Regions from separate parts of the Mus musculus genome. Here region 1 is linked to region 2. A link is a contact called in public promoter capture Hi-C data. All regions are on one chromosome and are shown on one strand. The core of a region is the stretch at or near the end of the contact, and the rest is flanking DNA. Distances in the headings are between cores, read along the strand shown.

What was found. Promoter capture Hi-C pulls out the DNA fragments that hold promoters and counts their contacts.
Region 1: a promoter capture Hi-C map of liver shows a contact between it and region 2, with 2.6 times the contacts expected there. The contact joins the enhancer-like site here to the promoter of Bloc1s2 in region 2. A contact is called at or near these places in 11 of 39 promoter capture datasets (the 3T3-L1 cell line, 3T3-L1-derived adipocytes, the C10 cell line and 6 more), 1 of 15 datasets of contacts at CTCF or cohesin (the NIH/3T3 cell line), 1 of 484 Hi-C or Micro-C datasets (cortical neurons), 1 of 115 datasets of contacts at active chromatin or transcription factors (large pre-B cells) and 3 of 9 other capture datasets (adipose tissue, embryonic stem cells and liver).

What each region holds. Positions count from the first base shown.
Region 1 is chr19:44,897,428-44,903,213 of GRCm38.p6, forward strand. No RefSeq gene overlaps it. Among named protein-coding and RNA genes, the nearest start is that of Slf2, 31 kb to the right of the region's middle. Within about 2 kb of position 2,939, at least 70 of the 459 cell types and tissues checked have an H3K27ac peak or open chromatin away from gene starts, as enhancers often do. A contact at or near this core is called in adipose tissue, cortical neurons and liver, where this site is marked.
Region 2 is chr19:44,143,630-44,148,809 of GRCm38.p6, forward strand. Bloc1s2 (biogenesis of lysosomal organelles complex-1, subunit 2) reads right to left here and starts at 2,817. Exons shown (of 5, transcript NM_028607.1): 1 at 2,730-2,817; 2 at 2,312-2,428. The coding sequence starts at 2,787. Pkd2l1 (polycystic kidney disease 2-like 1) reads right to left here. Exons shown (of 15, transcript NM_181422.3): 15 at 4,008-4,919. The coding sequence ends at 4,878.

The DNA.
Region 1 (5,786 bases), core at 1,689-4,188, 750 kb after region 2:
CTTGTAAGGTCTTTGTCCCCCATTCTTTTCTGCCTCAAATACAGAACCAAGGTCAGACCTGAAGTGACTTGGCCAAGGTCCCATAGTCAGTGGCAGAGCTAGAAGGGGGACCCAAGGTAACCAGCCTTTGACTCCTGGTTCTTTACAAAACTCTGCTATCTTCTACATCCCGCTTATGTCAAAGAGTATGGTGTCCTTCGCCAAGTCGCTGCAGCCACCACAGCCCCCAGGCTGACCTTCCCTCCCACCAAGGAGGACAAGCTTGTTCTCTCTAGAGCAAGATTGGTCTCTTTCCCCAAGGCCAATGCACTGGCGCTCCCCCAGGGCCTGGAAGAGGGAATACACGTTGGGAGAAGCATTTGAACTTTCTCTTCTACTCCAGGGAGATAGCAGAGGCTGACCATTCTTTATCTATTTGGAGGACAAGGAGTGAAGGGGAGGCAGAGCATCTCAAGGACTTGCTGTATCTTCAGAGAGTCCCAGTAATGTTGTCCCTTGATCGCTGTGAATGTGTTTATACCAAAAACACTTCAAATAACCTTTACTCTGTGTCAGTATTCTTCTAAGCATATTACGGATTCATTTGCTAATTATATTTTATGTAAATGTAAGCTGGGCATGGTGGCACATGTCTGTAATACTATCATATAGGAGGCAGAGGCAGGAGTGTCAGGAGTTCAAGGTATGCCTTAAACTACCTAGGAAGTCCCAGGCCAACCCTGGCCCCATGGCAGAAATAACTAGTATGTGTGCATCAAACCATTCTGTCCCCTGGAACTCAGTGTGTGTGGGCCTGTGAAGGGGGCTGGGGACAGAGGACAATGACAGGCCTCCTATTCTATCACTCTCTAACTTACTCCCTGAGACAGGATCTCTCTCTCTCACTGAGACTAACTGCTGGGCTGGGGGCCAGAAAGCCCCAGTGAGGGCCTGGAGAGCTACCTCAGGAGAGGAGAGTGCTTTCTACTTTTGCAGGGTTCAATTTGCAGCACCCACAAATGTAGTTCAATTTCAGGGGCTCTGATGCCTCTGGGTTGGATGTCTTCACCTGCTTCAGAGTCTTCAGCTGCTCTCCGCAGGCAGGAACATGGTGCATGGTCATCCTCGCAGGCAATCGCTCACACAAGCACACCTCCGCAATCTTCCTGTTTCTTCCCCATACACATACCTGGGGTGCTGGGGTTGCATCGGTGCTATGGGTGGCTTTTTTCCTGTGGGTTCTGCATATTTGAAACCATCAGTCTCCCCAACCCAATCTGGCCCCCTCTTTTAACCTTAGATTCTCTTTGCCTCTTGTTCTTGTGCCTGGAATACATTTGCATCTCTTCCGTGGGTGTTTATTGTCAGTTTGCTTCCTAGACTAAAATATTGACCCTGCAGAGATGGGGTGAGGGAAATTCCCTCTGCCTCCACGTTAGCCTGATGGATAAGAGCCAGAGGGTTTGGCTTTCAGTTCCTGCTCAACCAGATCCTAGCTGTGAGGCCTGGGGCAAGCTGTTTACACTCTGACTCAGTGGGACTAATAACAGTATCTACTTCAGAAGAGTACGAGGCTTTAGTAACTTAATCAAATGATATAGAATTACTTTATAAATTAATATTTAATCTCAATCCTCCTGTCTCAGCCTCCCTACTGATCAGATTTCACAAGAGTGCTCCCCCTCCCCCATGCCTTTGTGAAATTTTTAGACCTCACATGAAAGAATGGGGGGGAGGGGGCTTGAGGCTCCTGGCTGATGACAGCATGAGCTATCCAAGAGGGGGGGTGGGCGCTGAAAGCTGTTGCTCTAACAGGCAAGTAAGAATGTCTCAGGTAATAGCCCTCTCAAGAATGTGTGACATCCTGGGGCTGGAGTGTGAACCTCGACCTCTCTTAGGGCCAGATAAGGCAGATAACTTGTGTTCTGTGGATTTCCTCTCTCGATGCAAAGTGCCCCAGAGAAAGACTGAAGTTCAGAGTTCGTTTTCTGTCCTGCTAAGCCTCCAAAGGCCTGGTGGGAAAATATCTACATAGCAGGCTTTGGAAAGGCACATTCCCACGGCCTGGGAATCTTCTCTTTACAGCCAGTACAAGGACTGGGGGCTTCCTGTGATAGGGAGGAAGATTCTAAACATTCCAAAGAGATATGATGTCCTTTGAGTCAGCACAACTCTTGTTTACCACAATCTGGGTCACCCCTGCCCTTGGCTTCTTTGAAGAGCATGTTTCTGCTTGAGATAGGCAGCCCGGACCACAGATAGCTCCCATACCATCCCTATTTAGAGGCTTTCTGCCGGGCTCTGGGAGCTAGGGGTGAGGGGTGTGGTGCCAAGAACCCACGGCCCCCTGGCTCCCTCCCACACAGCAGCCCGCACTGACATCTCTGAGGCCTTTGATTAAAGAGACAAGTGACTTTGCCCATTCTATTGATCAGAATAAATTACTAGGAACTAATTTATGGGCCTCCCCACGGCCGATGACATGGTGGATTGTGCGCTATTGGTCAGTAAATTGGATTGTCAGGCTAGATTATTGGTTCGTATACAGTTATCTCTCATAGCAATATCAGGCAGCTCAGGTAGAGGAGTGAAATCCTTTCTCTGCTGCCAGCCTGCCAGGATGTCAGGCAGGAGGCCTTCTCCTTGGCTGCTGGGGAAGGGCGGGGAGGGGAGAGGAGGAGAGGGGAGGAGAGTTGAGCGAGGCCTCTGTGCAGGATGCTTATTAATTAGTGCAGCATCACAGCATTAAAAGAACATTAGTGTGGAATCGTCTGCAGAGTGATGGGGAAATGACATTGTGGGCCTCCTCCTGATTCTCCAGCTATGGCTCTGTTGGGTAGAAGCAGGGAGGGGGTTGATGAGCAGACAGGGGGATGGGAAAGATAAAGGGTGAGGGGCAAAAAGGGCCACGGGGAGGGGAAGGGAGAGGAAAGGCCATATTTGCTGGGAGTTGCAAGCAGAGCGGATCTGCTAAGTGCCAGCGTCGCTGAGCCACGCTGGGGAAATGGAGCTGCCGTTCTGCTCAGTACATCACAGCCAACGATGAAAAGTTCTGGAGCTGGGATTTCTCAGGCAATTTGGCCAGTGATGCATGGGGCAGTAGATCCTCGCGCACTCTTCCGTGCTTCTGCCAAGCCAGCAATAACAAAAACTTATTTTTTGCCAGGGAAACGGATATGAGTCAGGCAGGCCCATCAGGAGTAAGGGGGGCTTTACCACGCCACTGCGATTTGTACCGCTCCACTGTTTCCCCGAGCTCTAAAGACCTGCCAGGAGGAGACAAAGGCGAGACAATTTCGAGTTCATAGTCCTGTGTCCTCGAAGCATAACAGCGTGCCATAGATGGGGACATTCTGGGCCTGTGGGTTGCAAAGTCAGCGGTCTTTCCTTCGAGCCCACTGAGGAGGGGGGAAGTGGGGTGAGGGGGGTGAGCTGGGGTGCAGCTACAGATTCCCGGAAAAGGTTCACCCCCAACTCCAACCTCCCAAAAGCATGGCAGAAGGAGCCCAGAGTGCAAGAAGGGACCGGAAGAGGATGACAAGCAGGAAGGAATTTGGAGTATCAATCTAGCCATGATTAATGAAAGCATTACTATTTCCAGTTAAGACCATCTGTGCCCTCTCATCATCACGGACTGCCAGGGTCTTTCCCACCCACCCAGACCCTGAGCTATCCAGTCCCTGAAGGGTGGGATTGGAAACCCCACTTAGCTCCCTCCCTCCCTCCCTCCCTCTCCTTCTCCCTCCCTTTCCCCCTCCCCTCCTCTCTTCATGAGCCCTGAGGAGGCCTGTACCTCCTCTGAGGCATGATCAGGAACACAAGCAACCTGTTCCCTGAGCTTCAGGCCCCAGGGCAAACAGTCCTGACTTTAGCTATCACTCATTGGACACTGCCAGTGACCCAGTAAGTAAACTCCCCGTGGGGCAGAGACCCAGGGTTCCCAGCTTGCTTGAGCTACCCCCCACACACACACCCGCCCCCCAAAAATGCCCGGAGGAGGTCTCATTAGTAGCTACAAAGACATCAATATATTTCCTCTTCTTGGTGCTGTTCAGCATGCTGATTTGAGAGAAGAGACTCACACCTTGAACTGAAAATATTCTACACATTCCAAAAGGTACAGGCTTCAAAGGTGAAAACCCCTGGCTAAGCCTCTGGGTGTCTTTTATGCCTACCCCCATCACTCTGCTCTCTGGAAGTTAAACTGTGGTGCCTGAAGAGATGGCACACTGGGTAACCGCTCCCGCTGCCAAGCCCGATGACCTGAGTTTGCTCCCCAGGACCCACACAGTAGAAGAGGTCCAACTCCCACAAGCTATTCTCTGACTTCTACACCTGCACTGTGTACCTCCTCAAGACACACAGAGAGAGAGAGAGATGTATATATGTGTGTGTGTGTGTGTGTGTGTGTGTGTGTGTGTGTGTGTGTGTACATGAGTGAGTGTACACACGTACACATTAAAAACTAAATAGATGTCATTTTTATTTAAATTAAATTGTGGCCCTTGGCTATTTCCATACGAGTTCCTACCCTAACTTAATTGTTCTCCCATTCTACTCTCTGGGGACAAACATGAAGCCAAAGAGGAGAGGCCCTCTATGTCAGAAGAAACAGGACTAGATCCAGCCTGGGACAGTGCCACATCCTCTCTTCTGGCTCTGCTAGGTCTCAGCTTTCATTACAGCAATCCTATGGAAATGAGTCTACCCAGACCCAGAGCACCCCGGCCTCCAAGATGGAAGACTTTGCAAAGCTTCGGGAAAGAAAAGTAGGCCCACTGGCCGCTCTATAAATTAGAGACTCATTAAGAAGAGGCAGGAAGGGCTTTGGAGGCCTGAGCCTTTCGATTTCTTGTTGGGATGGTTTATTGCTATTGTTTCTATTTCATACGTTTATTGCAAAACCAATAAAAATTATCTATTAAGAGCAGGAAACTCATCTTTTGACTTCTTGGTGGAGGTTTCTACAGAATAAACTTTAACTGGTCCAGCATAGCTGCGGGAGAGGAGCAAGCCCTATGGAGTCACGCCCTACTGGAGGCCAGCCAGGCACAGAGCAGGAGTGTCCAGACCAGGGTGAGGGAGGGGACAGACTGGGGAGGCCACACAGTCAGGACTCTTCTACAGAGTCCCTGTCAGCTGGCTGTGTATTTCCATCTGTTGCTTAGTGCCTGCAACCGTGCTGCTTCCCAGCTTCTACTCTGGAGAGACCTCACTTGGAAGGAGACAGCCAAACGCTTGATTTATGGAGCTATTCTTGAAATGAATGTTTATAGAGATGTTTCCAAACAGATGAATAAGATGTCCAAGATCCCAGGAGAAAGGTCTTGTCCAAGTGAAAGAGCAGAGAGCTAACATTTGTGGTATCCTGTTCTGCCATGCTAGGCTCTATGCTACCACCCTTTTTGTTTGGTTTAGTTTTGCACCCCTTTATTAAAATTTTTATTTATGATTGGTGTGGAGTGTGTGTTGGCATGCATATATGGAGGTCACAAGACAATTCTGAAGGGATGGTTCTCTTCTTCCACCTTTTTGTGGGTCCCAGGTATCAAACTTGGTTCTCTAGGCTTGTGAGTATCTTTGCCTGCTGGGTTATCTTGCTGGTCTCTGTACCCCACTTTTTAAGAAAAAAGTATATTTTCTTGGGCTAGGGATGTAGCTCAGTTGGTAGAGAGCTTACATAATATTCATATAGCCTGAGTTTGATCCCCAGGACTACATAAACCATATATGGTGGGGTGGCCTGAATCCTAGCACTTGGGATTCCCAGCACTTCCCAGCAGGAAGACCAGAAGTTCAAGGTCTTT
Region 2 (5,180 bases), core at 1,567-4,066:
TGTGTGTGTGTAATTTGGGGGATCTCATCTTAATATATCAGCATCAACTAGAGATATAAACCTTCTATGTAGATATGTATGCATGTATATATATCAACTCTGTGTGTGTGTGTGTCTGTGTGTGTGTGACATGTAGACATGTGCAGGCTAGAGGTCAATGGGTCTTTCTCAACTGCTATCTACTTTAATTTTTTCGGACGAGATTTCTCATTGGAAGTGGACCTTACCGATTTATCTAGATGGGCCAACACATTCCAGGAAGCCTCCTCCCTCTACCTGCCCAGAATTCAGGTCTCATCTTGCTTGCGCACAATCAAGCCCCAGCACCCACAGGGTGAAAGGAGAGCACTGACTCCCACAGCTGTCCTCCAGCCTCTATGCACGAGCTGCACAATGCACGCAGGCCCAGTGAGTAAATGGTAAATGACAGTTTTTCCTCTGCAAAAAGCATGTGTGCAAGTAAGCACGGCAGCCATGGAGAGAGAATACTGGCTTAACTGTTTGATAATCACTTAGAAACTTTACAATTTTAAGTAATTATCTAAAAAAAAAAAAAGAAAGAAAAAAATCTACTTAAGGGTGCAAATGTAGCTCACTGGACAAAGCAATCGCTTTGCCTATGCAAAGCCCCGGGTTCAGTGCCCAGCGATTCCATACAAACTGCTCCATTTCCTGAGAAGTCAATCTAGGTCCAGAAGAGGTCCACCAATAAGCTCTTCCTTAGTGATCTTTCTGCGTAGTCTCCATCCCTGCCACCTCACAGGTGGCTCCTCTGCAACGATCAGTCTCAGTTCTGCACTACCACTTGGGTGTTCCAGTAACGGCTACAAACAGCTGAGCCAGAGCTGCGTTTCCCACAGAAACACGGTTCCTCTTGTCAGCTTCCCTATTTTGGTTGTTGGTCCTACCCACACGAACAAGTACCTTAGCCTGCTCAGTACCGGATAAAGTCTACATCTGCATTGTGCTCACGCCCAAACTCTCCATTCTTCTTATCTTCACTCTGCCTCAGATTCCCGATACTTTCTGGACAACTGTTCCTCTTCTCTCTTCCACAGTTGTTCTCGAGGCCATCAAGTCATAATCTCTCTAAAACAAGGGCCACACACTTGGAAGCCAGCAGAGGAATGTGTATGGGTGGAGTAACACAAGTGTTTATATAATAAACACACAAGGAAACCATCATTCCCTCTTCGGAGGAGTGTGCGGAGGAGTGTGCGCCCTCTCAGCCCAGCACTCCCTACTAGTTCTGAGGCACTGGGTCAGACAACTCCATCTCTAAACTACAGCAAATGGAAAAAAAAACAAGAGAACAAGAACAGTGCTAACCAGCAAAGGCCACAAGATCACACTAAAGGACCAGCCAGTGGTGACACAAACCAGATTATCCAGTCTTCTTAAAAGGCTGCAAAACCCTGGTCAAGTAGAGCCCTACTAAGTAAGTTACGATAGACTTCAGAATTTGTGGGGAGAACCCATATATCTGGATTTTTGTTACTTGGTCTCTCTTGCTCAAAAATAAGTGAACGATCAGGCAGAGAAAATCTGCGACTTACAACCCCCCAACTTCTCTACTAAACCTTTCCTCATAGATCCTGGTTCACAAATTGGGCTCACAGAAAAATTTCCTGGGGTGGGGCCTGTGAGAGGGCCCTTGCTACCAAGCCTGAAGATCAGAGCGTGGTCCTCGTGACCTACGTGGTCTAAGAAGAGGACCAACTCTCGAAAGTCGTTCTAAGCCACACACACACACACACACAGAGAGAGAGAGAGAGAGAGAGAGAGAGTAATTTTTTCACAGAGCAGTGAAACAGTATAAGTTCTTATGTCACCCCAGAAGGTCCAGCCTCTGCTTTCTGACTCTGCCTCAGACACAGACACAGATGCAGACGCAGGGACACTGAACTAAAATCTAACCGTGTCCCACGGGTGGGTCAGCAAATCTTCAGACTAACCTTCAGGTTTCATCAAATGCTTGCTTACTCCAGCTCTTTTACTAACTGGACTGTTTCACGTACCCCCCCCCTTCCATTTCCTTCACAACTCTGCTTAAAATATACTTCTCCCCCGGCGGGGCACTTCTGGACTAACAGTGTGGAATTCTTGTTGTTGGCCTTTATGACAAGAGGCCTGCAGATTTGTGTTTCAAAAGTGGTTGGTGTGCTTCCCTGGGGAAAGACAAGGGGGAGAGCGGCTCCTTTCCTCCCATTCAACCATGGACTGACCAGAGGCTGCTAAAGCACCATTCAGATTTCCGTGAAGTCAAATGCAAATACACAGCTGGGATCAGCCAGAAGGGGTTGCGTATCACCTGTCAGTTCCCCAGTCAAATATGTGGCCATTTTGGAGAACATGTCCCGGCAGAGCTCATTGATGTCAGCTTCGGCAGGCTCCTTTGCTTCCTCGGCTGTCTCCACCGCAGCATCATCTGGCAAGGTGTGGGTGGGAGGTGAGGAGTAAACGTCCTATCCCCAGACCTAATCCAGCCAAAGCGGACGGTTCCTAAGTCCCTCCCGACTTGGGCTCCCGCCGCCTTCGTTCTCCTCCTGCCACCATCCCGTCCCTTCTCCTCGCACCCGCCCACCTGAAACGCCAACTCCGTTCCCATGCTCAGGAGCTAGGCTTTCGTCTCAGTGCCCTGACTGCGGTAGACAGGTCCACCGGCTCCTGCATCCGGACCTAGCCTCCCCACCATCAGCCGCCGCATCTCCATCCACACAGGGTAGTACCTCGAGGTGGCTGCTCCTCCCGTCGCGTCGCCGGGACGCCCTCCGCAGCCGCCGCCATGCCCGACCCAAGGCTGCTTCCGGTTCTAAGGGCATCTGCGCGTGCGCCCCGCGGGTGCCCCGCCCCGCCGCTTGCTCACAGCTTCCTTGCTTTGATCGGCTTGCCCAAGTCACACCTCAAATAAGGACCTTTTATCAAAGTCCAAGCATGAAGCTGAAACTGAAGCTAAGGCTATTGCGAATTAGCCCGTTACTGAGATCACAGTACCTGGTTGGCAATGCGTTCGTCCCTGCAGCCACACTCTAGAACGGTCACTTGTGCCAGCCACGGCCTGTCTTGGGTTGTGGACCCATCATAACATGTCAGCTAAAGTTATTGGAGAGAGGTGGCCTCCTCCCCAGACACCAGCACCCTGACATGTTTTGTTCATCAAAGAATTGTTCAGGGATTCGCTTTTACAGGGTGTCTCCCACAAGATTTCGGCCTTGAATCTTCTTTTTTTTTTTTTTTGGTTTTTCGAGACAGGATTTTTCTGTGTAGCCCTGGCTGTCTTGGAACTCACTTTGTAGACCAGGCTGGCCTCAAACTCAGAAATCAGGGATTAAAGGCATGTGCCACCACCGCCCGGCTTTGGCCTTGATTCTTGATGGAATCTCCCTTACCTTTCCCATAGGCCTTGGACTAGTATCAACTCTCTGACTCACATCTCTTGAAGTGCAAGCTAGCCCCTAATGTTTAGTTGAAAGGACCTCTCTTGAAGGAAACTTCCGACGTCACTGACACATAGGTTATCTTGATTATACTTAGTTGTTGCACGCGTCTAGCGGGTTTACGGAATGCTTGGGGGAGGGGGGTGGTGAGAACAGGTGGGGGTGACAGGGATGAATAGAAGGCTCAGTGTGAGGGAATGAGAGTCACTGGAGAGGGGGAAAGAGGTGTGTAAGGGTTTTCAGGATGCAGGCTCCTGAGCATCCAAAATCTTAAGTGTAGAGTTTTTGACTAAGTTTAACTTAGTCTTGGTTATCCTCTAATCTCCTCTCTGAAGACTGATTCTCCCTAGACTGATTCTCCTTCTCTCCACTCCTTTCTATAGGATAATCAAAGTACCCGCCGTTTCAAACATTCCTATGAACCAAGGCTTCTTATTTCAAGATTGCTGGGAGAAGCAACCTCCCTGAGATTGACATGGCCCCCAGTACATTCCAGAGAGTGTACAACAATGTCTTACACTCTTATCCTTCTCTCTTCTCTCAATAGCCCCAGAAGGAAATGCAAAGACGTGGTTTTCTAAAGAATTTTATTGCTAATCACCTTGGAACCTCACATTGTCCTATGACGAAGAGAGCCAGAGACCACCACATATTAGTCCAAAAGATCAATGAATCCTGATAGCCTTTCTGGCTTGATTCCTTCAGGTTTTGTTTGATTCCAGGTTTGAAGTCCCCTCAGTTCCAGCTAGTCGCTGGAACATAAGAACCAGAAGGCAGGCTCCTCCAGAATTCACTGACTTCACCTTTGGAGGGGGTCACTCTTAACTCCTCTGTTGGAATCTCACCACACAAAAATCTTCTTTCCACTACAGCTTCCTTTTCTCTTTTACAGGGAAACCCCATGAGGAAAGAAAGGGAAGGCCTCCTACACACAACCATGCCTGCCAGTGGCAGATATCGTGATGCACACAAAGGGTAAGAGTTACTGGAACGTAGGAAGACATCCATCGCCCACTCTTTGGACTTCTACCTGTTAACTAATCGTGGTTGTCTGAGGTCTTCCGGAGAGTCATTCCCATCTGCTCCTTTTTCTTGTTTGTTGTTGATGTCAATCAACTCTGGCAGAAGTAAGTGCCCAGGAAGAGAGGGGCCTGGTAGGAAATGCTACTTCACAGAGCTGTGCAACTCCATAAAGAAACACCAAGGGACAAGTCTAAGCATGCTGCCCAGCTACACACAAAAACATCGGCTGAAAAGGCCAGATACAGGGGGAACTTCATAGCAGCCATCATGAAACATGCTGCCCTAGAAAGGATGAGGATGGAGATGGAGATGAGGCTTGTGGGGGAGGCATAGAGAGAAGAATTTGCTGTCTGTTGCTTTAGGACCCCTTTTCCATCCTCCTGTCCACCCTGAACTCCCAGGGAGCTGGAGTGACACCTAGGACGGATTATACAGGTTCTCCCAAACAGCTGGTTCCCCCTGTTGGAAGAAAAAGGAATAGCTCATTTGAAGGAGAGTTTATTTTTCTCTGCAACTTATTAACAAAGAACCTAGATTGCTATAGACTGATGTTTGGGTCTCCCCAAAGTTTTTTGCTGACATCCAAATCCCCAATGTGACAGTACTAGGAAGTGAGGCCTTTGGGGGGGTGAGATCGGGAGTGTGGAGTCCTTATAAGGGGAATTAGTGTCCCTCTTTCCTCCCACCACATGAGAACACTTAAGTTGAATAGTCCATGAA